Regions from separate parts of the Sus scrofa genome. Here regions 1 and 2 are each linked to region 3. Evidence: chromatin contacts called from public Hi-C data. All regions are on one chromosome and are shown on one strand. The core of a region is the stretch at or near the end of the contact, and the rest is flanking DNA. Distances in the headings are between cores, read along the strand shown. Region 1 overlaps HS1BP3 (HCLS1-binding protein 3). Region 2 holds the start of HS1BP3 (HCLS1-binding protein 3). Region 3 holds the start of RHOB (ras homolog family member B).

Region 1 (2,989 bases), core at 482-2,981, 140 kb after region 3:
GAGCGAAGGGAACACCCTGGGGCTCTACTTACGGTCCCTGGAGGGTCCGCCCTCCGTGGGGCCCTCGGGGCGAGGCTTCCGGCCGGGGCCAAAGAGCCCCTCGTCGGGGTCTACCTCCTCATCAAAGATGGTGAGCCGGGGCGAGGGTCTGGGCTTCACGGCCACCTCAGGGTGTTTCCTGGGCTTCTTGGAGCTGCAGAATCACAGACAGAACTCAAGTTAGGACTTCTTGCAAGAGGCCTGCCGGTGGGCTCGGGCAGCCTGGCCAGAACCACACGGGTGTGGGGCAGGCTTGAGCTTGTGTCGGGAAGGACCCTTCCTGGGCCCTGACAAGGGGGTCGTGAGATGCTGCCAAGGAGGCAGCCCAGTCCTGTGCCCGGGGATCAGCCACTGTTGGCACGTGGGGGAAGAGCGGCTGGGCCTCTGGACCACACAGCCGACCGCGGACAACTCCAAGGCCTAAAGGGCCAGCAGGACTCAGGCCTGCCTGCGGGGTCAGGGGTCAGAGAACTCCTCCTTCCGGAGCTGGAGCTGCGGGGGCTGCCAGACCTCAGCACTCCCTGGGGCCAAGCTGAGAGTCACTGCATGGCCACTCGGAAACCAGCAGGGATGCATGAGGCTGCAAACCTCCGGGCCTGGCCCCAGGGAGAATGGAAGAGAGCCTGGGGCAATGCTCCTTGTTTCCCCTGCGTATTTCATTCTCCTTGAGCAGTGTAACCCCCATCATTCTAGAAACCACCACAGTCCCACTGAGCAAACCCCACCTCCTTCAGGAAACCCTCGGGCTCTGTACCCCTCAGGTCCCTCATTCCTCGACTGGGGAGGCCCTGCTCTGGGCCAGACTCTGCTGGGGGCAACCAGGAGGGGGCTCGAGGGAAGCTTTTGGACCTCAGGAGGCTTTATTTCCTGATCCGGGTGGTGGTTCACGGCATACACGTCAACCTTCAGGGAACTGAAGGCTGCAGATCTGCACACGTCACTGGAAGTTATACCGCCAGTAAATAAACAAACTTGGTTTTCTTTTAACAAGGGGATCCAGCCCCGGCTGATGATGCCTAAATTAGCCATTTGAAGGTTCCTGCAAAAACCAGACATAAGCTGTTAACTGGAAGTGGGATTTCCGTGGGCCTGTCGCCTGAAGGGCCGTTCCAATGGGACGAGGTCACCCTCTGAGCTCCTGTTGGCGATATGACGTGGTTAAGCCGCATGGACCCCGCTGTCAACAATGGCACAGGTTAAGCCGCAGCAGATAAAAATAGCGGGGCTGCCCTGGGGGCTAGAGGGCAGGGTTCTCGAGGTGGCCGTTCCCAAGGGCTGGATTTAGATGCTGGCAGAGCTGGGGGCTTCCGGCAGAGATGCGGAAAAGCTATGAAAGGTGGGGCTGCAGCCACCGGAGGTTGCAGGACCAACACATGTCCGTGCTCAGAGCTGGGCCCCGGTGGGAGGATCTCTGTCAGCAGACAAGGACACAGTGGTTCAGAGAAGCTGGGTGTCTGCTCAAGGCCACACAGCAGGCAGGGCTGGAGATGCGACGGTTGTCCCCCTGCTCTTTCTCCATTCCAGGCACAAGCCAGATGAGCTGAAGCCACAGGCCATCAGGCCCACGCCTCTGCTGAGGCAGAACCCCATTGACAGGCCCCAGGCAGCTCTTTGCATCCCTGTGGATTCTGATGAACTGTGCGTAGGAGAGCCCGTGGGCCAGCCCGGAGCCTGCAGGCTCTACTCCACCACTGCCCCTCATTCCCCACTGCTGCCGTCCTTTGCTTGGTCCCGCTCCTGGGTCCCACAGGGGCTGCCGCAGTGGAGGGCAGAGAGCCCCCAGCACCCCTGCAGCTCCCAGGGAGGCCGGGGCTGGGCCTGACCGCTCCACTCTGCAGCCTCCCTCTGCAGGTGCACCCTGAGCAGAACCAGCAGCTCTGAAACGGCTCGTGGGGAAGGCACAGCCACATCCCCTCAGCAGACAGCCCCCTGGGGCAAGGGCTGGGGGCTTTTCCGAGGACCAGAAATCAGAGGAAGCCCAGAGAGAAGGGAGGGTCTGAAGAACAAAGGACGTGAATGAACAGACATGATGAATTATCTCTGGAGAAGCCACGCCGAGATTTCAATGATTTCCCCTCTTGCACCTACTTCTGGTTCGCAGAGCACAAATTAGGCCCGGCTTTCCTGCTATGTGAGTTTTCCTCTCAAATCGGATGAATGCTCTTGTTTTTCTCCCTGGAGACGTTTTTTTTTTATCTTTTGTTGTCTTGAATTGAAATAAAGCAACTCCTCAGCACATGGGGCTGCTCAGTCAGGCACCATCTGAACCCCACCCTGTTCGTCTCCCCAACTCCCCCGACCTGTCTCCAGGGGAGACAAAGAACAAGAGGAAACACGGAGCTCTGACAGCTGAAAGCTCCAGGGATCTGGGCTGGTTGGCCCCAGATTCAGTCTCTGGGGGCTCAGGAGTGTGTCTGGTCCAGCCAGAGCAGATGCCAAATAAACATCAGATGAGAGGATGGATGGATGAAGGGGTGACGGAAGGATGGACAGACGAATGGATAGATGGACAGACAGCAGGACAGTACATCTCAAATCCAGACTTATTTCTGCCTCCTCCCTCAGGGAGGGGGGAAAAGGAGTGAAGAGAGGGGGCTCCCAGCACCATATCAGACAGAGGCCCTCTGCTCCATCACTCCTCCTCCAGACGGCTCGCAGGCACCCCCACTGGTCTCCACTGGTCCCTTGGCCCATGTGTCAGGGGCCCATCCTTTCACCCTGAGCTCATGAGCCCCTCGCATGGGCAAGACCTGTGCTGGGTGATGAGGGCCCGGAGATGAGAAAGACCTGGCACTGTCCCCACAGCAGAGCAGAGTCATAGACACGAGCCCATCGTCACCACACATGCAATCACACTATGATAGCTGGAGCCCAGAGGAAGGAGCCCACCCAGTCCGAGGGCTTCCTGGAGGAGGTGGTGTAGGGGTGGACAGTGACCTAGGGGGGTCTC
Region 2 (3,023 bases), core at 89-2,588, 170 kb after region 3:
TGCAGGCGGGGCAGTGAGGGAAGCCATCCACCTGCTACCCCAGCTCCCAGCGCCAAAGTCACACCCTCATTGGTCTGCTCACACCTGCCAACCTCAAACGCCCTTTTTGCAGAAAAGGAAACTGAGACTCAGCGAGAGGGGGTGGGGGTGAGCTGTGTGGCACTAGGGACGCTTCTGCCAACGAGGACATGACCAGCAACCAGGCAGAGGACACCAAGCAAGGGCTGACATCAAGGTTCGATTAAAGAATCGTACTTTTCTAGACCAGCCTGAGGGCACAGGGATGTTCAGACTGCAGCTGGAAAAACACCACTCATTTGTGTAAGAGACTGATGCCTTAGTCCAAGATCTTGTGTAGAGGGAACAGGGTGGAGTATATGAAAATAGTTGCAGTGAGTGGCTAGACAGATATTAGAAAGGGGGGAAGTAAAAGCACGGACATCGCAGCCTTTCCAGGATCTGTTCTGCGCTGAGTCCTCCACCCGGAACCAGGGTGGGCCCACACTGCATCCTCTGCCTCCAGGGACCCTGCCAAGGCCTCTGCTCAAACTGCACTTGTCTGAGCCACCTGTTGGAGCAGCCGCCTCCTCTTCTCCCCCCTCACCTGGTTCATGCCCACTCCTCCAGCAGAGCCTGGCTTCATTCACTGCCTCCCAGAAGCCGGGGTTACACCCTGCCCTGTGTTCCCATGGCGACCGGAACCCACGACCCTGTCTCAGCATCGGTCTGCCTCCATCCTTGTTTCCCCTGCTGGGCCCAGCCTTGCCCGGTTCACCCCGTCCCCACTGCCGTGCACTGGGCCGTACACACGATGAGCGCTGAAAAGATACAAAACTAGGTTCCCGAAAAGAAATGAAGGCAGATGGACAGGAAAGGGGAGAAGTGAGCCTCCCTCTTTGCCCGCCTGCGCGGGACCTGCCCGTCCAGTCCTTCCAGTGGGTCTTGGGTGAGTTCATTAGCCCTTGCGGGGGGGGGGAGGCCTCAGTTTCCCCATCTGTAAAACGGGGGCACTCGCAGCTGCCCGCTTCTCCCGCGGGGCGGTGGAGGGGCCGAGCCCGGGTCAACGGCCCCCGCGCTGGGGAGCCTGGGCGGCAGACCGGGAGCCCGGGAGCCGCTGCCTCTGCCGGCTCCCGCGCCCTGGGAGCAACCGGCCGCGGCTCCCGGGCCCCCGAGCCCCCGACTCCACGCTGCCTGAGACGCGGCGCCAGGTGCGGGGTCGGGCTCACCTGGAGGTGACGAGCACCGCCGGGGACTGCATGACGGCGAGGCTCCGGGCGGGGCGCGCGGTCACGGGACCCGCAGGCGCCGGCGTCGCCGCGTCCCCGCCCCGCGCCCCGCCCGCCCCGGCCCGGCCCGGCCCCGGCCCGCCGCCTAGCGGCCACCGCGCTGGGCCGGACGCGCAGCGCTCGGCCGGTGCGTTTGCGGGCCTTGCTGGACCTCTGCGCAGGGACTGAGGGCGGAGGGCGTCCGCGGGCCCCCGGAGCTGAGCGGCCCCCGCGACCCTATGTCCGAGCCGTCCTGCTCGCACGCACGTCCTCGTCCTGGTGTGGGCCTCTCGTTATTAGTGACAGCGCCAGGTGCAAGCATCGGAGCGCCCAGGACCCTGCTTCAGACGTTCTGAGCTTTGATGAAACAGGGCATGGGCGGCCACGGCCCCAGGGATGCTCAGAGAGATGTTAGGAGGCTCCAATGAGGTGACAGAACCGGCAGATAAATTAGAGCCCTCCGTGAGGGGTGAGCTTCCAGGGGCCAACCGGGCCTGTCCAGCAAAAGCTGCTGGGAACTCGGGGTCTTTCTTCTCCCTCACTTAGGGGGCCTTGTTCTGAGGCTTGTTAAAACAGACAGGAAGACGCTCTTCAAGACTCCTGCAGCTGGGTCAGTGGGGAGAGGGCTCAGGAGTAGGTGAGGGTCGGGTAGGGGCTTCTTGCTGAAGGCAGGCCCAAGGGCTTAGAGGGGGTGGGGGAGGAGGCGCTGGTTCAGAGGGATCAGATATCCCGGGTGGGGATTCTCTCTAAACTGAGGGAGCAGGATTCTGCCTGAGACTGGGCTGGGCTGGCCAAGGACAGGGCAGGGACCAAAGTCCAGGCTCAGCTAAGAGAAGGTACAGAAGAATCTAAAGCTTAGTCAAGGAGACAGACTTCGTCACCCCAAGTTTCCTTCTTAGAGAGCTACTGAACCCCCTCTCTGGGTGCAGATCTCTCTCCCAGGTGCCCTCTCCTCCTTTCTTCTGACCCCAAGTCCCAGGGCTGTTCCCTGCCCTCTGGCAGGAGCAGGAGGGGCTTCTGCTTGACTGCATTTTCCCAAAGAACCAGCCTCCCGCCCCACCTGCACCACCTTGGAACTCTGGTCAACGAGTTCGCCAGCTCTTTTGCAACTGCCTGCAAAACGCTTAGCTCAGGGCCTGGGTCCTAGTGACCAGCAGTGTGTTTGTGTTGCTCTAATGTGTAGCCTGCCTGTCGCCAATACCTTGCAGGCCCCAGGATTCCAGAGTGCACACCGCTGGGGGCCTTGGCACACCTGGCGCCGGCCAAGAATACCACTGGTTCCCATGAAAGAGTAACCCTGTCCCGGAGAACAATCCCATTTTCTGCCTCTGTGGGTCCCACGTGCCCCTATGTGGCTCCAGCGGATAATTGTATACAATGCATGGAATGTGGAATCTAAATCTGATATTTTCTGCTTCCTGCCTGACTCGAGGAGCCCCTTCCATGGCTGAAGCTGCGGTAACGCAAACCACATTGCGGAGGAGCTTATAGTCCCCCTTCTTGCTGCCCTGGGAGGAGCGCTCCGGGCCTCAGTCACCCCCAGGGACGTCACTGGACCTCAGAGGCAGTGCGGTCAGTTAGAGACACCACAGCCAGCAGGGGGTCTAATCTGAATTCTGGCCATGCCGCTGTGCACCAGCACTGCCATGGTTTCTGGTGGGGTGGGTCTTCTGGGGACCCGCTGATGTGTCTCTGTCTTCTACAGTGATGCTTTGGCACCTCATGGGGCTGGCAGTCAGGTTGAGCAGAGCTACCACC
Region 3 (3,439 bases), core at 793-3,292:
TGTGGGAACACCGTGGCTCCGCTACAGTTGGCTGGCCTGCTTTGATCGGGTGGTTGGTAAAGCAGAGTCTGGAGTTTGAGGTAAGAGACTCCCAGCAAGTTCCACCTGAGTACATGAGCGTTTAGCTCAATTCTCCACAGTCATTTATGGATTCTTGCATAGGGTCAGACATTGTGCTGGGTCTTCAAGATGCTGTGATAGACAGAATCCAGGCCCTCCAACAGCTTTTCGTCAGAGGGGGACACAGAAATATGAGACAATAACCTCATCAGGATGTAGTGTGTCTCTCCATTGCTGAAAAACCAACAAGCATCCCCTTGCCTCTAGAATGGATATGGCCCAACCTGTGTAGTTGGTACTTGTCCTCCATGATTGGCCTGCCTCCTGAGTTTCAACTCTCTCTTTCCACTGAGGGTAGCCCCAGTAAGCTATTCTCTGTTCCTAGAATCTGTCCTACTCTTTGTCACATCTCTGCTTTGGTTCAAGCTCTTCCTCCTCCTTGGGTGGTCCTCCCTCCCTACCTCCATCCTTCTTCTCACCCCTTCTGTCCATTGGGACCCATCCACTCAGAAGCTTCTAGATCAGACACAGGTGCCATCTCCTACAGGATACAAGGAAGAGATGGATTAAGTCCTGGTGGATAGCAGGAGACTAGGAGCTAGCACCCCACTAGACACTGATTTGCTATGTCCCAGCCTTCAAGTTTCTCCTGCTACTCCCCAGGGGGACCTCAGCCTCTTCTAGCCCAGTGGGGTGGGGGTGGGGATTTGGATTTTATTGTACTGTTTACCTCAGGCAGTTCTCTGCCTTATGACCAGGATCCGAATTAATCTTGAAATCCAGGGCTGAGGCTGCCTTTTTCTGCTTGGTAACTTCTTCCCAGCGGACCTCAAGTTCTGCAACCAACCTCGACCTTCCCTTTTCACCGTCCCTCCTTCTCCGAATCTTTACCTAAAGACCTAGGCTGGGTGCCGAGAAGGGGGTAGGCGATAGGACTTGGAGGAGCCAGAAGCTCGGCCCAGGGTCACCTAATTTACAGCCACCATCTCTAAGATCCAAACCCCGGGCTGCTCTAGGCGGGTACCCTGGTGGAAGGACAGGGATGGCAGACTCGACCAGGGGTGGGCCCGCTTCTGAAAGAAAAGGGAAAAGACCTTGCTTGGGAACAAACGAATGTGTGTGTGCGCGCGCGTTCACTTAAAAACAAAACCAAGTTAAAGGAACCGCTCGGTCCCCCACAGGTCCGACCACCCGCTGGGAGTTTGCGAAGCCAGCGCGGCAATTTTGAGTGGGAGGGAGTCGTTAACGCCCCACAAAGTGCGGCTTCTTTCTGAACCTCTCGTCCAGGCCCTGCGGGCTCCTGGTAGCTAGCTCTTGGCCTCCCGCCCCACGCGCAGAAGCTGCGGCGAAGGAGGGAACCCTGGTGTCGCCGGAGCCCCGCAGCGCCAGCCGCGGCGCACGCTCCCCGGTCGCCGCCTCTCCCAGCCCCGCGGCCTGGGCCGTCAATCAAGCTCGCCCGGCCCCGCCCCTGGGCTGCAGCGGACGGCCAATCAGAGCCAAGCTCCGCAGCGATGAGCTCAGTCGGCTCGCTTGCCATTGGGCGGCTATATTAAGAAAGTCGCCGAACTCTTTAAATAGCGGGCGCTAGGGCCGCAGCCTGCATCTGCCACCGCAGTCTGCCTGCTTTCGTTCGTTTTCCTGTACCTTTGCTGAGGCCTAGAGCGACCCGGGAGGAAGCTAGGCCGGGTCTGCTACTCTAGTCACCGTTTGCGCACAAAGGCGCCAACCCCGGATCCGGGGCGAGGAGGGCCGCCACCGCTCCGGAGCAGCGCGGAGACGTACGGTGCGCCCTATGCTCCCGCGCCCCTACCGCCCACGCCGCGGCTTCCTGAGCACAGCGAGAGAACGCGCCACCCCGGGGCCTGGGTGCAGCTAGCGACCCTTGCCCCTAGCGCGCAGCCCGAGGTGAGCAGTGAGCGGCCAGCGGGACGGCAGCGAGGCGTTCGCGGGCCCCCTCTTGCTGCCCGGGCCCGGCCCGCTCATGGCGGCCATCCGCAAGAAGCTGGTGGTGGTGGGCGACGGCGCGTGCGGCAAGACGTGCCTGCTGATCGTGTTCAGTAAGGACGAGTTCCCTGAGGTGTACGTGCCCACAGTCTTTGAGAACTATGTGGCCGACATCGAAGTGGACGGCAAGCAGGTGGAGCTGGCGCTGTGGGACACAGCGGGCCAGGAGGACTACGATCGCCTGCGGCCGCTCTCCTACCCGGACACCGACGTGATCCTTATGTGCTTCTCGGTGGACAGCCCGGATTCCCTGGAGAACATCCCCGAGAAGTGGGTGCCCGAGGTGAAGCACTTCTGCCCCAACGTGCCCATCATCCTGGTGGCCAACAAGAAAGACCTGCGCAGCGACGAGCACGTCCGCACTGAGCTGGCCCGCATGAAGCAGGAACCCGTGCGCACGGATGACGGCCGCGCCATGGCCGTGCGCATCCAAGCCTACGACTACCTCGAGTGCTCTGCCAAGACCAAGGAGGGCGTGCGCGAGGTCTTCGAGACGGCCACGCGAGCCGCGCTGCAGAAACGCTACGGCTCCCAGAACGGCTGCATCAACTGCTGCAAGGTGCTATGAGGGCCGCGCCCGCCTGCCTGCCCCTGCGGGCACGGCTCCCCCACCCCGGCCGGTCCCCCACGAGGCCGGAGAAGGGAGACCCGCGCCCCCCCCACGGACCCCACCGGACGGCCTGGCGTCTGCCCTCCGGACCCGCAGCCGTGGCCTGGCGGCTGTGGCTCTGGCGCCGGGAATCGGCGCGGTAGGCACCGGGCGCCCCCTTTCCAAGTGTCTGTGTGCGTCCCGCTGTGTTGCACAGGCCTGGGCGCCCCGCTGAGTGCCAAGGGATCCCCGAAGACCCTGTTCTGAAGAGCCAAGCCTCTTCGGAGGGTGTGGCTGTGTGTATGTTCAACTCCCCCCGCCCCGTTTTTGCCCCACGCCCGCCTCTGCTACCCCGAGGCGAGCTTGGCCCCGGGGTGCGGCCGCGCCCCATCATCAGATGTTCTCCCATAACCAGCGAGCGCCTGCTATGCCCCTGTCTGTAACATAGACCACGGGAACTGCGGGAGGGGAGGGCTGGGGTGGATGGGGTGTTATATAAATATAGATATAATTTTATTTTCGGAGGTAGGATGGTGTTATTTAATGGTGGCGGTGGGTGGAGTGACAGGACTTGAGAACAGCTCCGGCCCAGCCTGGGTCAGGCGTCCATCCAGGCACGAACAAGACTTGGCCATCTTTCCAACTCCTGGGAAAGACATTTGCAACTAACTGACTTGGGGCTGAGAGGACACAGCTTCCAGACTCATGTCTCCTGCGGGCCAGCCAGGGAGAACCCCTCATCAGCCACAGGCAGGAGGAGGGAAAGTGTGCTGCAGGTTGTTTTTT

What was found. Hi-C and Micro-C count contacts between places; a contact is called where the count stands out from the background.
Region 1: a Hi-C map of omental adipose tissue shows a contact between it and region 3, with 5 times the contacts expected there. The contact joins the enhancer-like site here to the promoter of RHOB in region 3. A contact is called at or near these places in 2 of 5 promoter capture datasets (fetal liver and liver), 34 of 47 Hi-C or Micro-C datasets (adipocytes, adipose tissue, alveolar macrophages and 17 more) and 2 of 2 datasets of contacts at active chromatin or transcription factors (alveolar macrophages and skeletal muscle).
Region 2: a Hi-C map of liver shows a contact between it and region 3, with 5 times the contacts expected there. The contact joins the promoter of HS1BP3 here to the promoter of RHOB in region 3. A contact is called at or near these places in 3 of 5 promoter capture datasets (fetal liver, liver and skeletal muscle), 32 of 47 Hi-C or Micro-C datasets (adipocytes, adipose tissue, alveolar macrophages and 14 more) and 2 of 2 datasets of contacts at active chromatin or transcription factors (alveolar macrophages and skeletal muscle).

The regions. Positions count from the first base shown.
Region 1 is chr3:117,635,308-117,638,296 of Sscrofa11.1, reverse strand. HS1BP3 (HCLS1-binding protein 3) reads right to left here. Exons shown (of 7, transcript XM_003354913.5): 5 at 33-193. Among named protein-coding and RNA genes, the nearest start is that of HS1BP3, 28 kb to the right of the region's middle. Within about 2 kb of position 1,731, at least 2 of the 83 cell types and tissues checked have an H3K27ac peak or open chromatin away from gene starts, as enhancers often do. A contact at or near this core is called in omental adipose tissue, where this site is marked.
Region 2 is chr3:117,607,302-117,610,324 of Sscrofa11.1, reverse strand. It overlaps HS1BP3 (HCLS1-binding protein 3), which reads right to left and starts at 1,338. Exons shown (of 7, transcript XM_003354913.5): 1 at 1,227-1,338. The coding sequence starts at 1,258. LOC102157748 (a long non-coding RNA gene) reads left to right here and starts at 1,400. Exons shown (of 4, transcript XR_002342833.1): 1 at 1,400-1,734; 2 at 2,971-3,023.
Region 3 is chr3:117,774,063-117,777,501 of Sscrofa11.1, reverse strand. It overlaps RHOB (ras homolog family member B), which reads left to right and starts at 2,042. Exons shown (of 1, transcript NM_001123189.1): 1 at 2,042-2,632. The coding sequence starts at 2,042. The coding sequence ends at 2,632.